Regions from separate parts of the Arabidopsis thaliana genome. Here region 1 is linked to region 2. A link is a contact called in public capture Hi-C data. All regions are on one chromosome and are shown on one strand. The core of a region is the stretch at or near the end of the contact, and the rest is flanking DNA. Distances in the headings are between cores, read along the strand shown. Region 1 holds the start of TRM9 (DUF4378 domain protein). Region 2 holds the start of AT1G30960 (GTP-binding family protein).

Region 1 (3,628 bases), core at 498-2,997, 280 kb after region 2:
AGTCCAACCGCCGGTCCACAATTCGCGACGTATAGATTTGATGAATTTGGTTCTCCAGAAATGGAAGATGGCGATGATTGCGTCGGACGGACGAATCGCGGCTGAACCATTCTCGGAATAAAAGACTGTAACTTTCTCCGATCGTATAACGGCGAGGTATCTTCGCCGATATGTTCAATGAAAAAAACGATGACGTTTACTTGAGTTAGAAGTGTCAATTGGGCTGTCCAAAGTCCAATGGTCATGTCCACTTGGAACATTTTTTTCATGGGTTCTAATGGTTGGTCCTTAATGGACAATGGTCTGAAAATTTGTCCAAGACCATTAAGGACCATTGTCCAATGGTCAGCCCATGGCCAGCCCATACAATGATGTTTATATACAATGCATTTTCACACAATCTCGTTAAAAGCTCTATTTATAACACCATAACATCAACATGAAATGAAGTAATCAACAGTGACAACTCAAACATGCATCTAAGACTCTCTATATGCACCTACAAGTAAAGAAAAGAGACTACAATGGCTACAGGGAGAATGATTTAACAGAGAAACCCACACAAAAAAAAAGATGACTTGGTGAACTAGAGTAAGAAGATGACCTCCCACGTCTCCCACAGACTCAAAACTTACATACAATTCACAAAGTCGAGTAGTTACATAGATTCTAACCACAGAGACTTTGTTCCTAAAGGGTTCAAAAGAAGGAGAAAGGTTTCAAATTTACATTACCATGAAAAAGGAATTGGGAGACTGAACAAGACGTTTGAGCTTGTGCTTTCTCTTCTCAAGCTCAGCTGGAGCCTACAAACAAAACAGATTCAAGCAAAAACAAAATTAGCTTAGAACTTTTGTTGTATCATAAATGGAAAAACCTCAAAACTGTAGTTAAATAAATGTATCTTGCATGAATAACTTATTTTCCCTATCTTGTATGTTCACAGACAAATTCAAACAAGTTTAAAGGAATGTTTTTAGTTATCCACATGATGTATGATTCTCAGAATCTTGAAAGTGATCTAACTTATTGGACTTCAGTAGTAGTGGCAGCAACAATTTCGTGTTAGTCTTTTTCATTCCCACAACAATAAGAGTATTATTGAATTAGTCATCACTTAATTGATTTCCAACGTTTGGTCAAACAAGTGACGGATTGTGGTGAGAAACGATTACTTAATTGTGGAAATTAGCTATAAGAAATGTTCATAAACATTAGCGAACACACACTTAGCTCCATACATAAACACCAAGCTCTACACAATTAATTACAAGCTCTACCAAAACCAAACTCTACATATTCTGTGAGGCATTTCATCAAACACATGGTTGGCATCAAAGGAAGGGAGAGAGAGAATAACAAAGAATAGCAAATAAGTGAAATTTGGACAAACCCACAAGCTGAAATCAAAGAAAGCATATGCAGAATCACAATTAAGGAATAGCAAAGAACAAAGCGATGAAATTGCATCAGGACTTAGAGAACAAAATCGATGAGACTAACATATGAACGCATATTTCAGAGAGAACTTATTCTAATCAACGGATTCATATTCTAATAGAACTAACCGGAGTAGGAGTCGAAAGAGAGGTCGAAGCGAGAGAGAGAGAGAGAGAGAGCTTCGTCGCCGAGAGAGAACAAAGTCGACGTGTGAGAGAGAAGAGAAGAAAACTGATGTGTTGAGAAAATTGATGGGCCAACCATAGACCGTATGGGTTAGCCCATTATACCCGTGGACAAAATTGGTCTTTAGACCATATGACCCGTTTTAGTTACGAACATTATGGATTGGGTTTAGCCCATGGTTAGATGACCATTTGACAGTTCTAACTTGAGTTATGGGCCTCATTAGGCCCATTTGATATTCACATGGGCTGATTAATATATTAAAAGAAAAAAAAAAGAAATTTGAGAAAGGAATAGCTAGGCCTAGGGCTTCGTCAGGAATCTCCATGAAACGCAAGGACGTACAGATTTTGTAGCAGCCGAAGTAAGTTAGGTCCGATATCGCTACAGTATCTAGATTGCCTGCGAAGTCTGTAATGAAGAGCCACAAAAACTAAAGTCATTTGCCGAATCAAATCTAGGGTTTGTTTAGGAGGCGCCATGAAATGTAACGAGCGAGATTGTAATAACGATAACGGGGAGGAAGATGAGAAAGACACAAACACAAGTAGGTTAGACTTAGATTCGCTCCCTCTTGATCTAAATATGGTTGTACTAGCTAGATTGCCTGCCAAGTCTCTTATGAAGTTTTGATTCGTGTCAAAGATGTGGCAATCCATCATCCGAAGCCGAGGGTTCATTGATTACTTCTTCTCTATGTCCTCGAAGCAATCGCGGTTAAATTACCTGCTACCACTGCTTTGATCGTGGGATACGATCCTATTGATGATCAACACAAAGCATTATCCTTGAAGAGAAAAAGGTATGATATCTAGTGGTCATCTGGAGAACAAGTTATGAACATTGGGAGATGGTGAAGTATGGATACACATTAAAGATACCCCTTTACCTTATAGGGCGGGTCATCAAGCGAGTGTATTCATCAACGGTTTTCTCTACTAAGCTGCTTTCTTAACCAAAACTAAAGAGACAGTTTTGGTTTGTTTTCATTTTAGAACTGAGAAACTGAGTTTTATCAATGCACTTAAGGGTTTTGTGCAATGGGGAAGTGAAGCAGTATTCATTGAATACAAAGGGAAGCTTGCTTCCATTGTGAGCGACCATTATGATCGGTTTCCATAGTTTCGATTTATGGATACTAGAAGACGTCGAGAAACATGAATGGTCAAAGCAAACATGTGTGTTTCCCTCCTCTTTTTGGGATGATGTTGAGTGTGCTAAAATGTCATTTCCAGACACCAACAAGGCTGGTGAGATCATTATTGCCCCAAAGAGGTTGTCACTCAATTTTCGACCCTTCTACATTTTCTACTACAATGTTGAAACAAAAAACATAAGAAGAGTTAAAGCTCCTAGGATTTGGAGACAGTGAAGAGTTTAGGCGCTCTTATGGATTCGAAAGAACCTCCGGCTCCCGTGAATCTCTTGTTCTGATCGCACATAACCACACGTCCAGAGTGTTGGCTTTTTTAAGGATCCTAGAATTAATTTAACTTGATTCGTAGGATCCTAATGTAAGAGATAACTGAAAACTTGCCTTTTATTTTAGTTTCATTATTTTATCATGTTGATTTTTCAAATTTTCAACACTAAACAAGCTACAGTTTGTATTGTTAATCTTTTGGGTTTGCTGAGACGTGTGTTCATTATTTATGTTCATGTTTTTACTTCTTTAGTGTGTTCATTTGCTCGCTATATAGGTAGGTGTGGGAAGTAAATAAATTATGGATTGAGAAAGAGATATACAGAGTATTGATGTTTTTGCGAATAATATATCCAAAGTAAGATTTTCTATGAAACAAAATATATTTGATTTTAGCAGATCTATTTAGTTATGTATTTTAAGAACAAAAAACAAAGTAAAAACAAATTTATGACCAAACTTCTTCAAATATAATTGAAATATCCGGCTCTACGGCGCAGAAATACATTACCCAATACATAAAAATATAACTGACTTAAAGGTAAAACCTTCAACTCTTACAACAATTAACTGAAAAGA
Region 2 (3,975 bases), core at 1,192-3,691:
AATGTCTAATCTTTGACAACATGTCAACAACATATACAGACAGATTTCTAATTGCGTACAATCCAATCCTAAATCCATCAAACTCAAAAACATAACCCTTGGGAGAATGGTTTCACTTGAGCTTAACCTGGAGAATGAGATGAACTTTGCGGTTCATTATTCTCCTGAGTTCTTCATTGGCCTCAATTCCTATCCTCCTGCAAAATTAGCATCAACATAAGATCATCCTTGAGTCATTGATTAGTCAAAAGAATGAATTATGAACGATCTTGTATGCTCTTACCCGATCTTGCAACCGCCCTTGCCTACAAGAATCTTGCGTTGGCTAAGTTTAGGAGTGATGAGATGCTGTTCAATTCTAAGAGACCCGTCACGCAGCTCTTTCCAGTCCACTAGACGGTGCTCCAGACCATATGGTATTTCCTACAATTTGTTTCAATCAATCCTGTAATTTGTCATCTTGGAATAGACGGAAACTGATACAAAATGTTATACTAGTAGAGGTTGTATTATTACCTGATGGACATGGTCTAGTAATCTCTCCCTAACAACTTCAAGAGAAATGTTCTTCAAGACTTCTTCACTCATCGTGAATGCATCTTCTTCCCATGGTTTTTTAACAGCCTGATCCATTAAGTATTGGGAAAGATCTTTCACTCCTGATCCCTTAAGTCCCGATATCATGAAGTATCTAGAAAACCAAACAGGGAAAAAGCACATTTCAATCAATTCGAAGACTTCCCCGGTAATTGTTTTTAAACTGAGTCTGGTATATATATATCCACCTTTCATATGCCGGAAGATCTTGGAACTCCTCAGCAACCTTTAATAGATCCTTTTTCTTCTCAACCAGATCAACTTTGTTCATACATAAAACGCGCTTTTGTTTCGGATTTTCTTCTTCTCCCATGTATTTGATCAAGCGTACCACTCTTGAATCGGGACTAGATAAATCAAAGAGAAAACAGAATTCACAAACTACAAAATAAGTCTAAGAGAACTCTATTTCTACTTGTAATTAATGAAAAACCACAGTCATGATGCCTTCTTCAAAAGAAAGAAATAGATGTGTCTTCCCATCGGTTTACGGTTCTCAAGCTTATGGATAATCTCGGAGAGATGAACAAGATATGAAAGATATCGAAACAGAGAAGCTAGAAATAATAATCCCACCCTAAGATACCCCACTTGATGATGATGCTCATAACCATACTACTCTCAGTTCCGAGATAACTTATGTAAAGCTAACAAAGTACAAAAACTAGTAAACGACTAACCTCATGAGATGCCTATGGACATCAAACATAACAATGAGGACATCAAACAGGTCAACAGAAGTCCAAGCATTTTGCACACGAGCCTTGATGTCTTTGTAACCATATCCGCTTTTCTTCAGCATCAGACCCGGAGTATCGAAGAAACACTGCAAGGTTCACAAATATCAAAAATTCAATCTACGAATGGCTGATCTCCACAACTAACCATAACGAGTAGTTTACATATGCAACAGATATATAAGAGAAAACTTACGACTTGTGTATCTCCTTTTGTCAATACTCCTAACACTTCATGTGTCGTCGTGTTAGTCTTCCGTGAAGCAGCAGCAACCTTTGTTCCAACCTACACTTGGACATAACGAAACACTAAGCATAACTCTCATCAAGATGCAATAAACAAAGATACACAATCACTTCAAAAATTGCAACTTTAGGACTAATCAAGAGTCATAGCAGCACTACATAAACATATACACAATGTCTCAATTGATTCTCAGAGACCAAATCACAGGAATGTGAAATTAAGGAAATGAGCCAACCATGAAATTAGTCAGCGAAGATTTTCCTGCATTAGGTGGACCGATGATGCCGACATTAAGCGACTTCTGATCTTCTTCTCTAACTTCACCTTCACCAAGTTCTTCATCTGGTGACTCTAACGCAGCCTCTAAGAGAGCCTTAGCGAGAATCCTTGACCTATCAACACTATCCTCATCATCTTCAGAACTCTCTTCTTCTGCAACTTTCACTTTACCTTTCTCTGTCAAGTTTCCAAAGAAGGCTTTGTTTACTCTTTCTCTGTACCCTTTATCCCAAGTTGCTTCCTTGGGCTTCTTCACGGAATCTACATTGGAATCGTCGATTGGGTATTGACTACTATCGAAAACAGAGTCGCTGCTTGATCCGTCTTCATTGATGGAAGTGGGTTCGTCTAGATTCGGCTGCGCTGAGTAAAATCGGCGGAGAAAGTTTTGTGCTTGATGGGGATTACGAGGTGTTGTCTTCGTCGTCGTTCGTGAGATGGAAATTAGTATACGTAGAGATCTAAAAGCTTTCATTTTTGTAACAATGGCGAAGTAGCGATCTCGGAGAAGTACAGATTTGAACGAAATGTAACAGAAGAGGCTTCCGAGGGTTTTAGAGGTTTTGATGTTTTGGGGAAGTGGTGACAAAGTAACTCAATATTACAGATAGGCCCCTCACTTTTTGACAAATCCAACGTAGTCCCTAACTTTGTATTCGATATAATTACTACTAGCAAAGTAGCAATACAACAAAAATTCATACTAATCGTATCAATTGGAGTTTGAATATACAGTTAATGGAAGGAATATTAGTCAATTTTGTTTTGGCAAAATATTGAACAACATGGTGCAAACATTTTGGGTGAATCTGTATAATATAATACTTTGATCAATTCAGAAGAAAAGGAGACAAAGTTCTTCCTCCAAGTCTCCAACGACCAAAAAAAAAAAGGACTAAACTTCTGAGAAAAAACATCTCTGAGATCCCTAAACAATGTAATGGTAAACTAACTCACCTGGCTAAAGAATACAACAGATGGAAAGTTAATAACTTAAAATCAGATCATAAATTCAGTATCTGAACAAAAGTGAGTGAAGACTTGTTGTTGTAACAAAGCCTTCATCCATATCGCCTTTTCTTTGACGCTGGTTTGGTTTGGTGCCAAATTCTAAAACGCCATCCGCCCAGCAAGCCTACTCTCTGAGATTCGTCTGTCTATCGCTGCATTTATCGAGTTCATCTGCAAACCAAAAGAAACAAACTTGGTGTTGAGTTAAGAAGTTGGATGCTTTATTTTGAAAGAGTTAAGTGCGTATTGTTTTGGTTCCCCAAGGCAGTGAGATTGTGCAAAGGTACCAAACTTTGCAGAGTTAAGAATATAAAAAGAGCTGACCTGGGTTTGAAACCAAACCTGTAGAGTATGATCTTGTGGAACCAATCACCACATTTTTAATACAATACAATAGACAGGAAATATAATGAAAAACAAACAGATACAAACGCTATGTTTCTCACTACCTACTATTGCAAGCTACAAATGATACCTTTCGAACATTGATTCAAAATGCTCAAGTTTCTTGCCTAAGTCCTTCTTATCATATTCTAAGGGAAGAAATTATAAACTGAATAATACGGTGGTACCTCTTAGCACAGAAACAATAGGATCTGGAACAGAAATGTATAAATAAAGCCTACCGAATGGGTTAGACTTGCAAAAGCAAACTCTTCTTAACTTTAAAAAGGGTAAATCAGAACTTACCTGGCTGGTTTCATCGTGCACTTTGTATTTTGGTAAGGACATTCTTCTTTCCTCCTGCAGATACAGACACATTGCGTCAGATTGGAAAACCAAATGGTTCATTACTCGAAACTTTTCCAATTGTAACCATTCCAACATGATGCATAAGAAATTAGGAATAAACTAACCATAGACATCGCTTCATCATCCCATACAAGATAGACCTCATTAGGCTGATTGCTAGGAGCTTTGTTTGCAATTACAGGAGGTGGACCAATTGAAGGACCGCTAGTGTTTGGGCCAGAGGCATAAGAATGAGCATTAGTCCCACCTACGGCAACAAAACATGAAAAAGATATTACAATTTGATACAAAACAGCTAAACCAAATGTAAGTCAATGATTCTACGAACTTGGGATTGAACCTGGAATAGAA

The links. Capture Hi-C pulls out chosen DNA fragments and counts their contacts.
Region 1: a capture Hi-C map of root shows a contact between it and region 2, with 5 times the contacts expected there. A contact is called at or near these places in 1 of 26 Hi-C or Micro-C datasets (root) and 1 of 3 other capture datasets (root).

The regions. Positions count from the first base shown.
Region 1 is chr1:11,314,835-11,318,462 of TAIR10.1, forward strand. It overlaps TRM9 (DUF4378 domain protein), which reads right to left and starts at 1,748. Exons shown (of 7, transcript NM_102896.3): 1 at 1,569-1,748; 2 at 1-806. The coding sequence starts at 365. AT1G31620 reads left to right here and starts at 2,107. Exons shown (of 4, transcript NM_102897.1): 1 at 2,107-2,173; 2 at 2,335-2,428; 3 at 2,622-2,718; 4 at 2,983-3,060. The coding sequence starts at 2,107. The coding sequence ends at 3,060.
Region 2 is chr1:11,037,643-11,041,617 of TAIR10.1, forward strand. AT1G30960 (GTP-binding family protein) reads right to left here and starts at 2,442. Exons shown (of 7, transcript NM_102835.5): 1 at 1,817-2,442; 2 at 1,531-1,620; 3 at 1,278-1,423; 4 at 786-944; 5 at 517-691; 6 at 284-423; 7 at 1-197. The coding sequence starts at 2,335. The coding sequence ends at 113. SUF4 (zinc finger (C2H2 type) family protein) reads right to left here. Exons shown (of 7, transcript NM_102836.3): 4 at 3,965-3,975; 5 at 3,729-3,871; 6 at 3,562-3,615; 7 at 2,608-3,042. The coding sequence ends at 2,971. It overlaps AT1G06397 (a small nucleolar RNA gene), which reads right to left and starts at 3,079; the gene lies at 2,934-3,079.